Linked DNA regions of Mus musculus: region 1 is linked to region 2. Evidence: chromatin contacts called from public Hi-C data. All regions are on one chromosome and are shown on one strand. The core of a region is the stretch at or near the end of the contact, and the rest is flanking DNA. Distances in the headings are between cores, read along the strand shown. Region 1 holds the start of Exo1 (exonuclease 1). Region 2 overlaps Rgs7 (regulator of G protein signaling 7).

Region 1 (5,342 bases), core at 164-2,663, 410 kb before region 2:
AGCAGCTGCTTGCCACTTCCCAATACAGTATTACCATCTAAGATCAGGTATTTGTATTAGGGAGTGTGTGCATGTAATGAGTGTGTGGGTACATCCATGCAGAGCCCAGAGCAAGGCATTGGGTGTCTTCCTCTATTGCTACCTGTCTATCACCTTGAGGCAGGGTGTTACGGAACCAACTAGGCCCAATGAGGTCTTGGGATCTGCCACCTCTGCCTCCCAATCTCTGCAGTTACCAGCAGGCTCAGGCACAGGGGGTTTTAATGGGGAGGGGGCTGGGGGGAGGATTCTAACTTAGGTCCTCATGGTTGCAAGAGCAAAGGCTATTACCCTCTGCAACTATTCTTTCTGTGTATGATGCATGCGTGATGGAGTTTGAATCGGAGGATGTGAAAGGCAGTCCACCTTGTTTGTTTGAGCTGCGTCCACCAGGCTAGTTAGGTCTTAGGCTGAGCTCTCTGGGATTTTCCACTCTTACCTTCCCCTCTCTCAGCAGTGAGGTCACAGGGACAGGCACCTGATTCAACAGACCTAAGATCATGTTCTTAAAGACTATGGGATAAGCCAGAGGTGCCCTGTTGACACCACAGGAAAGTGGCCATGCCCTTAGCTAGCAGCCCTGACACTTGAGAGATTCATTTACCTTTAAGGTCATGCCCATTAACTATGAATCCCTAAAGGGGGGCATGAACCCGTAATTTTAAACATCAGCCAATTTGGGTGCAGGTGGGTCTGTGTAAAACGAGTCCACTACGTTTAAAAGACAACGTCTCTAAAACATGATTTCGTGCATGCTGGGGGGGGGGGGGGTTGGGGTGGGGGAGGGACATAATTACATTTCGTGAAATTTCCTTAAGTTTCTTTCTTCTAGGCCAACTAAATCTCGAATAAATATTTCCTCTTTAGTATAGAAGTGACTGAGTGCCATGTGGCGCATCAACACCAGAAGGTCGCCGGTGGTACCCGAGGTAACAGCAGCAGCGGCTTCACCTTAGTCCCGTCTCCCGAACGAACAGGCATAGCACACAAGTCCATTCCAGGCGCCGTGGCTCCTCAAACCTGCACAGGAGAGAGCATATACAAAGGGAATTCATCGCTAGGTACGAGTGTTGGTAAGGACACACGTCAGCCCGCCTCTGCGGAAAGCGGGAGACCCGGAGGCCGAGGCAGTCGCCTGCAGGCGCTCCACGCTCCCGCTCACTTCCCGGAGATCCGGGTTTCGCGCCGAGGGGCAGAAGGCACGTGGATCAGAGTCATGGGGACCCCACTTTCCTCCACACGGCCCGCTGCTCCAGTGACCGCCCGGCCGCCCGCATAGGGGCTCGCTCGCTCACCTGGGGTTCAGAACGGCGGCGAGCGGCTGCTGCAAGCGCAGCCATGGACCTTTCGATTTGCGCGGGATCGGGAAGCCCCGCCCAGCGGACATGACGTCCCTGGGCGTCCTGAGCCGCAGCCTCCACCTCCCGCTTTCTATGACCCGACTTTCCTCTTAGCCGAGTCCTGAGCCCTTCCTTGCAAGGTAGGAAGTCCGCCGCCAATGGCCAATGCCATCTCGAACTCGGCGACGCTAGAAGCGAAAAGTCGGCTTGTTTGTGAGAGAAGTGGGGTGGTGGTAAGGGAGGGGGCAAGAGAAACTCTAGGCCCGGAAGTTGCGCTCTCGCCGGTGCTGCTGGGAGTTGTAGTTCTCCCTTGACCAAGCCACTGGATCCAGGTACATGCGTGCTAAAGAACTCCCAACTTGGAGTCAAACATATTTTGTTATTTTAAACCCGGAAAAGGAGCCCAGTTCATAGTTGCTTAATTCCAGGCCAACACCACAGTCTTTCGTCTCCGAAACATCCTCACCTCTATGCAAATTGAAGTTTTGTACAAAGCTTTCATGTTGCTATAGTTTGATTATAGTCTGCGCTTACCCACTTTATTCATTATATGGCTTTATCCCTGATACGAGTTGGGAAAATGTTATCCTTATAACTAAGAAACAAAATGGCCCAATGGTTCAAGTTATTAAACCCTGTATATTGTTGGTTGTATTGGGTCACATTTCCTAGTGTTATCAAGGAAAGAAAACCCCTCTAGTTTCTCTTCTTAATGGACTTTTAAAAACTTACTAATTTTAGAAGTCACACAGCCGGACTGTACATAATTTAGTCTCTTACTGTCTTTGCCCCAGCAGACTCCTCTGACTGAAGCTATCTAAGTGTGAAATTGAAAGACTCCGAGAGGAGCCCCTCGCTCAGGCCTCAGGACAATAGCGGACACCCAAGAACTCATGAGAGACCAAGCTTGATGCAAACCACATGAGGCTTTATTCGGGGAAAGCTAGAGCTCTGGGGACGACTCACATCCCACGCAGGAGTAGAGGAGTCGACCCTGAGGGGAAAGGGGTCTCAGTTTTTATAGGCCCTGGGGGGAAGGAGAAGGGGGGAGTAGGGGATTTCCAGATCTAAACAATGTCTATTCTCAAGAAATGGGTATGGGAGGGGTACAAGGAAAGAGTCTGGTGCAGGTGTAGCAACTCCGGATTGGCTGGGCTGTGGTTGCTGGGGAGATTTTCTGACTCTCCCAGCAACCAATATCACAAACACCTGGCAGTGAGGTGCAGCAGTGGGCACACACATGGGTTCAAGGAATGGTCAAAACATTGGCAGACACACAGGTTCAAGGAGTGGCCAGAGCATTGTGCACCTCTATTTTTTCTAAATCAGTGAAGCTAGTTCTGCTAACAGTGACATCAATCTTGCCAATTTCAGGGCTTCTGTGACCTTTTACATTCTGTCAGGATCTTTTAAAATAAGAATCTTCCCTGCCCATGTCTGTAAAAAAAAAAGCTTTTCTCTCTCTTGCCCTCCATGTAAAGATACCATGTGTGATCCTCTCTGCTCTCTGGGTTCACCTTTAATATCCTAACAATTCAGTGACAAATTAGTTATTCTCCAGGAAAGGAACTCAAAAGATGCACGATGGTATTATCTGTTGTGTTACCTTTCTTTAAACTTACAGAACCCCAAACATCCATTAATATATAAGTACTAATTAACACAGAGTACCTGGTGCACTGGTAAGGCGGACTACTACCCCAGTGATATGTTCCCCCAGCAAATCCCTAGATCATATTCGTGACTGCAGCCCCAAGGAGGCTGGGCTTTGTTGGGGAGCTACACCATCATTGGTTTTCAAGTAAATCTTTTTCTTTGCCCAAACAAATTGACTTTAAGTCATTAGACTTTCTGAAAGAATGTGGATTTACAGTTATAGAAAATGCCCAGATCTGGCTAATGTCCTCTTTTCTTTGTTATATTGTGGTAAAACACACACACACACAATATATCTTTCTATCTATCTGAATGAAAAATTTTAAATGTATATTTAAAATATGCATATTTTATAGCTCATAGAAGCAGAAGGATAATCATTTAATATATTAAGAAGCCTGCATGTGCCAGGCAATGGTGGCTCATGCCTTTAATCTCAGCACTTGGGAAGCAGAGGCAGGTGGATTCCTGAGTTCGAGGCCAGCTTGGTCTACAGTGTGAGATCCAGGACAGCCAGGGCTACATAGAGAAACCCTGTCTCAAACCAAAACCAAACAAACAAAAACAAAAAGCCTGAATGTATTTGCATGAAAAAGGAAAAAAAATCAGAGTTAAGAATGGAGATATTGGGCCTGAGAGATGGCTGAACAGTTTATAGCTGGCTGCTTTTCCAGAGTACCTGGGTTCAATTCTCAGAATCCACATGGTGACTCACAACTGTTTATAACTTCAGTTCCCAGGGGGTCTGATGCCTCTTCTAGTCCACTAGATACCAGACATCTATGAGGTTTATAGACATACTTGTGCTGGACATGCTGGGGCTGGAGAAATGTCTCAGTAGTTAAGGAGGACCTGAATTTGATTCCAGCACCAATAATGGATGGCTCACAACCACCAATAACTCCAACTCCGGGGGATCTGACTCATTTGGCCACTCTGGACACTCACACACACTCCCACTCTCTCACACAAACACACACACTTAAAAATAGTATAATTTATTTTATAAAGCCGGATATCCAAAGACAGGTTTGGAACGCTAGCACCAAGGAGACTGAGCAGCAGCAACAGCAGCAGGAGGAGGAGTTTGAAGTCATCTTGAGCTGCATAGTGAGACCTCGTGCAGAAAAGAGGCCTTGACAACCTAATGGAAGAGGATGGACAGAGAATCCAAAGAGGGATCTGCAAAATAAATGGAAATAAGGGATAAATGCACATCTATTTCCCAGTAGCAACTTAGGTCAACTTCTTAGCATTCATAGAGATAAAATGTAAGAGGAGATGGTGGTAATATTTATACCATTCATATAGTGAAAATAGTTTTACCAAAAAAACATCTTGGATTTGGAGGGAGCACGAAAAGGCACTCTCCTAAGTGCTGGTGGTTTGAATAATCCTTTCCTGCAGGACAATCTGGCAGTGCATACAAAGACCGTAAAAGAGAAAAGATGATAAAACGCTTTAATTCTGCAAGTAGTCTTCAAGGAATGTATCCTAAGAAGATTGATGTTTTAGAGGATAAAAATATAAGTGTGTCCATCATTTACAATAAAAACAAACACAGGTATCCAACAGCAGGTGGAAAGTTAAGTCAGTCTGGCCCACCCACAATGAAAGAATATAAAATATGACATTAATGCAGAAGAATGCTCAGGAAGTCATGATAGAGAAGAAGCACCACATATTTCATTTCCATGAACTGTACAGGCAAACTTAACAAAACAAGCACACACTCACACATTAAAAACAGAGAAAATGGGCTGGAGAGATGGCTCAGTGGTTAAGAGCACTGAGTGCTCTTCCAGAAGTTCTGAGTTCAATTCCCAGCAATCACATGGTAGCTTACAACCACCTGTAATGAGGTTGGATGCCCTCTTCTGGTGTGTCTGAAGATAGCTACAGTGTACACATATACACTAAATAAATAAACAATTAAAAATAAAACAAAACGACAAAAAAACAGATAAAATAAGGAGTTAATAGTTGATATTTCTAAATAGTAGGATGGCAGATTTTTTATTCCTTTTCTATACATTTCTGTTTTCAATTAGATAATTAATATAATACTATATGTGTATGTGCTTACTTCTCTCTGTATACATGTGTATCTCTCTCTCTCTCTCTCTCTCTCTCTGTGTGTGTGTGTGTGTGTGTGTGTGTGTGTGTGTGTGTGTGTTGGTCAGAGGACAACTAACTGAACCAGTTCTCTCTTTTTACTATATAGATTCTGGGGATTGAACTTAGGCCTTGAGCCTTGGTGGCAAATATACGTAGCCCTGAGCCATCTTGTCAGCCCACAGAAAATAT
Region 2 (5,312 bases), core at 1,965-4,464:
AATGCCACAAACTGTAGCCAACTCCCACCAATCACTGCACATCCACACTGCTTAATGAACATGGGTACATCACTGTGCATATATGAAAGTGCTTATTAATTGTTTATCTTTTGAGTTCTTTACAAACAAGGTCTCTTGGCAATTTATCTTTGTATGCTGGTTGATTGAGCAGAAATTTAGTAAATGTCTGAGATTAAAGAATGTATTTAGGAAGGAAGCATTAGAATTGTGGCTATGGGTTTACAATGGATACAGTGCATTTATTAACTGATATTTTATTAATAAGGAGTTCTGCAAACCCAGACCAAATGACAGTGCTGCAGTTTGCTGCGAGCTTGTTGAGATAATAGAAGTCATATTCGCTCTAATCCCAGAAGCACTATGGCGTCCACTTAACCCCTTGCAGTGAGAGAACAAGGAACTACTTTGAAGTCCCTGCTTCTGGCTCTGCTTGTTATCACTAATGGATTGACTTGGTGATCTAATTTAATTTTGTGTTTGTGTAAATACATGTGCAAGATGATTTCCATGAAGTGATGAAATTTGAGGTATGAATCTGAATGTTAGCATACGTTTCTGCTATCATCTGGGATTCTGTTCAGCCCCCTTTTACAAATGGGCCCATCTTTGGCTTTATAGTTTTGATTGTATTTGGTTTATTTTTCTTTGTAGCATGGAGATCAGAATAATCATTTTAACTGCCCCATGGATAGTTATTTTGATTGTTTAGAACCTTTAACTGGCAAAACCCAGTGACCCTGATGACTCACTGCTAATGACTCTCGAAATGTCAGCGTCCAATAATGTCCATGGAAATGGATGTTCCCCGTGCTCTGTGGTTGTGCACACAAAATGTCCATGCATGACATCACTGTTTATTCTTTTGCTTGTTTGAGACAAGGTCTTACTGTGTAGCCTGGAGCTCACTATGTAGACTAGGCTGACCTTGGATTCACAGAGATCAGCCTGTGTCTGCCTCCTGAAATTAAAGGCATGTGGCACCACCCTTGGCTAATGAATTTGAAGTGTTTGTAGCTGGTGGTAGGGTTTTCTATAAGGAATTCCCAATTTTATTACAATTTCTTCTTTATAAAATGCAGAATGCCACAGTAGTCCAAGAAACTGAAAACTACATAGATTCCAAGAATGCTCCTCCCCCACGCTCCCACCTTGCATATATGCATGTGTGTGAGTGTGTGTGTGTATGTATATGTGTGTGTGTGTGTATTTAGGCCAATCTCAGCTGTTGTTCCTTAACCCCCCACCATCTTGTGTTTTGAAATAATCTCTCTCACTGGTCTGAAACTTGCCAAGTAGTTTAGGGTTGACTGGCCAGCAAGCCACAATAATCCTTGAATCCATCTGTCTCTGCCTCCCCAGTGATGGCATACAAGTGGATCACCATGCCTCCTTTCCCTCCTCCCCTCCTCCCTCTGTCTTCCCCTCTTCCTCCCATTCCTTTTAACATGAGTTCTAGGGTCTAACTCAGCTCTTTGTACTCTTAAGCCAAACACTATTCTGACCAAACTGTCTCCTCAACTCTTAAAAATATGACCTTTTAAGACATAAAACATGGGGCGAGGGCTTTGTGAGTGGGCTGAGTTCTGTCGTTTAGGAAGGGGATGCAATGCATTCTGTGCCCCCTTCTGCCATGTCCTCAGTGTAGACAGTGCCTTCTCAACGTTGTCTCCATCTCACCGCAGAACCAGCCCTTCCCACACCCCACCTTCTGAGAGGTGCAGGCTAGCACAAAAGGTTTGGGGCAGGTAGTGTCATTGGGGTTCCAAGAGAATCTTACATGCTCAAGTGATCTTTATGACTAGCTTTGGTACTGGGACTCTGCACCCCCATATCTCAGTAGAAATGAAGAAGTGAAAATAGGAGGGTGAATCTCATGTTCTTGGCCCCTGTGGTCAGTAGAACCATGATTACTGTTGAAGAGAAAACAACTTTTTAACTTTAATTTTATTTACTAATTCATTCATTTATGTATTTATTTTCTTGAGGCAGGGTCTTGCTGTGTAGCTCAGGCTAGCCACATGACCCTTCCTCCCCTGTCTTCTGAGCACTGAATTTTCAGGTGTGTGCCACCCGACCTGACTTGGTTTCTTAATTAACTTCTATACTCAAACCTTCAGTTCAGAAGGTAAGAACTCTGAAAAGCTTTGCCCATAAGCTGCTTACCCTAGACCAACACAGGACTTTCAGTCTGCCTTTTCCTCTTTCTTCTGCATTAGTGGGTGAAACACTTCCAAGAGTGTTTACATGTCACTAACCTGTGGATGGTAGATTTCTAAGCAAGTTCCTTCGTGGTTATGACTTTTGGTTTTTGTAAACATCACAGAATTGGACTGTGTGCGTGTGGCTCTGTTACAATTTAGATTCATGAGAAAGCCATCTAACTTCCACAGAAATTTAATAAAACAATGACATACTGAGGAATGACTTTCTGTTAAGATGAAGAGAAAATTAAAGGGCTGTGGAGATGGCTCAGTGGCTAAGGTAATTTCTGTACAAGCATGAAGACCTGTGTTTGGATCTGCAGAACCCCAATAAAAGCTGGCTATAGTCGCATCTGCCTGTAACCCTGAGCTGGGAGGCAGAGATCGGGGGTGGGGGTAGAGGTGAGGGTGTGGGCTTGCTGGTTAGACAGCCTGGCTGAAATGTTAACTTCAGGTTCTATGACAGATGCTGTTTCAAGAAATAAGGTGGAGAAAAAGTTGAGGAAGATACTTTGACATCCACCTTTGGCTCCCATATGTTTAGACATAAAGATGGGAAATTAAGATGCAAAAAGAAAAAAGAAAAAAAAAGGAATGTCCCAGATGAGACATTGGTTTTGCTATGGTGCAGCTCCATCTGTGAGTCATTTGCATAACCATATCTCACAGAGTGTGCTTTCAAATCAAAACAAGTAGCTTCGAAGGTCTCCAGAGGATGAAAGCAGTCAGAAAGCAAAAGGAGCTAATGGCAGTGTTGTCAGAGTTGATGGTTTTAGTGGCTCGGCTTGGAGATTTGTTCTAAGTTACAACTTACACCTTTTTCTCTGTGATCTAAGTTTCAAAATGTAACAGTACTTATTTCTTGTGTAATTTTTTTTTTGTAATTTTTTTTCTGTTGGCTATAATTCAGCCTTGCTGTTCGTTGTCTGAGGTAAACGCTTCCTCCCTTGCAGGAAGCTGTGGAAATGAAGTGGGTGAGGATGGGGTGCTGGCCGCTTAGCAAATCAGAGAACTCCCTGAATGTTCTAAAGATGACATTTTATCCCCCCCCCCCCCCCGTTTCCTTCATGCACATTTGAATGGAGACTCACACAGCCTTTAAGAATGGAACTCTCCAAGCATGTCCAAGCTGCGGACCGTGTTTGCTTCTGCTTTGGCCCCAAACATGCAGATGCTAGACAGGAAATGCAATTAGGCTTTCAGAAACAAACTTCCTATCACAGACACAATGTTTCCTAAAAGGGAAAAGTTTCATGGCTTTAGATATCTCATGACTTCTTAGGCTGTGGGTTACCATGGAAGCCCTTAGGCCTCTCCCTCCCCCATGAACTTGTGGAGTTGAATTTATCTCTCCACATCCGCAGGAGCTAGCAGTGATTGGCCACCTCACTGTGTGTTAGTGATGTCCATTCATATAAAGTCTGTTTTCCCACTCTCTTTCCCATGGTTCTATTTACATTTCTGGGTTTACATAGATACTCTGTGTGAATGACTGGATCTACATAGGCTATCTATGTACTTCCCTTTTATACAAGAACACTTATCCATACTGACACGTCAGTCCTGGCTCCCCCAAGCTTTCAGTTTTCCAGAATAAATGCTTCGATTTTGTTTGACTGTTTACAGGTCGGCTATTGTCTCATTTGCTTTTTAAATTTTATTTTTACATTTATTTACTTACTTGGTGTGTATATTTGTGTGTATGTATGTGGGCACCCATGTGTCACAGAGACCATGTGTGGATACAGCTTTTGGGAGTCAGTTTCCCTTTTTTACACCATGTGGGATCTAAGGATTGAATTCAGGTTACCGGGCCTGGCAGCAAATACTTTTATCAGCCAAATCAACTTGATGGTCCACAGGCTTAATTCAGGTGGGCCTTGAACTCAGCATCCTCCTACCTCTGCCTTTTCAGCATCTCCTACCAGCAAGCCCCTGCAACCGTTCTCATAGGCTGGTGCTTGAGAACACACCCTGCCTATGATGCTTATCACTCTCTTTCTGATATGAATACTTTTAAAAATGACACAGTGTTTTTTGCAGTAAGTGTTATAAGTCAACTTCTTGAAAATCTAAGGACTGTAAACAAAAGGCTGGGGCTAGGTCAAGTGGGACAGTCAGACCAAAAAGTCAACCACAGACAATGTTAGAGACTATATTGTTTATTTGGACCATTAGAGTTTAACACTCCCCTATCTGTTCAGCTCCTTCCAGCAGTTTAGTTGGTATTTCTTTCATGACACTGATCATTTTCATCTTATGTTTCCATAAATCTTTGTGCTGGGAATTAAAGAAGAATCGCTTTTTAACTCCTTCCCTTCAGGTGTCAGATACAAGCTATGGGTGCCTCCTCACCTCTGTAAAACATTGATGATCAAACAGCTCACTGGCTTGAGAAACTGTCCAGGGCTTTAACTATGAAAAGTTGCTTATTTATTTTTTTCCTCAGAGCCATTAACTAGGAGAAATCAATGGGTCCGTAAGGAAATTAACTGACAGATGTAGTTGCTGGATCCCTGATCTTAAAACCTAGTTTTGAGGTACCAAATATGAACAAGTAGCAATACGAAGAACAAGAAGAAATATCCATAGCAAACACATGGTGAAGAAAATTGTCTTCTTCCCCCTACATGACTTCACTGTGCTCAGCACTGCACACACAGGATATAATTTAATCTTTACACTATTCACAGGTTTGTTAAGGAATGTGCCATGAGAGTGGGGTGATGGCTTGGTAGTTAACAGCGTTTGCTGTATAAACAGGAGAACGTGGCCTTGAATCACTATCACACACTTACAAGTCAGGCATGGCTTAGTGTGTCTTCAACCCCAAAGCTGAGAGGGAGTGTTGGCAGAGATGGAATGATTCCAGAGGCTCACTGGCCTGTCAGCCTAACTGAAACAGTGGGCTTCAGGTTCTGTGAGAAGCCTTGTCTCAGGATCGTAAGGTGGAGTGAACTAGAAGACAACCTGCATTCTCCTCTGGCATCTGAATGTACATACCCATGTATCTGCACACACGTATGTGTGTGTGTGTGTGTGTGTGTGTGTGTGTGTATGTACAGGGGAGAGGAACACACACACACACAC

The links. A called contact is a pair of places that touch in the nucleus more often than the background predicts.
Region 1: a contact with region 2 is called in a Hi-C map of B cells, with 17 read pairs. The contact joins the promoter of Exo1 here to the enhancer-like site in region 2. A contact is called at or near these places in 2 of 39 promoter capture datasets (liver and pre-B cells), 1 of 484 Hi-C or Micro-C datasets (B cells), 2 of 115 datasets of contacts at active chromatin or transcription factors (bone marrow-derived macrophages and embryonic stem cells) and 1 of 9 other capture datasets (pancreatic islet).

What each region holds. Positions count from the first base shown.
Region 1 is chr1:175,876,849-175,882,190 of GRCm38.p6, reverse strand. It overlaps Exo1 (exonuclease 1), which reads right to left and starts at 1,413. Exons shown (of 15, transcript NM_012012.4): 1 at 1,335-1,413; 2 at 991-1,059. Gm36360 (a long non-coding RNA gene) reads left to right here and starts at 1,436. Exons shown (of 3, transcript XR_373723.2): 1 at 1,436-1,519.
Region 2 is chr1:175,467,168-175,472,479 of GRCm38.p6, reverse strand. The region is part of intron 2 of Rgs7 (regulator of G protein signaling 7); the gene reads left to right. Among named protein-coding and RNA genes, the nearest start is that of Rgs7, 23 kb to the left of the region's middle. Within about 2 kb of position 3,214, at least 18 of the 459 cell types and tissues checked have an H3K27ac peak or open chromatin away from gene starts, as enhancers often do. A contact at or near this core is called in B cells, where this site is marked.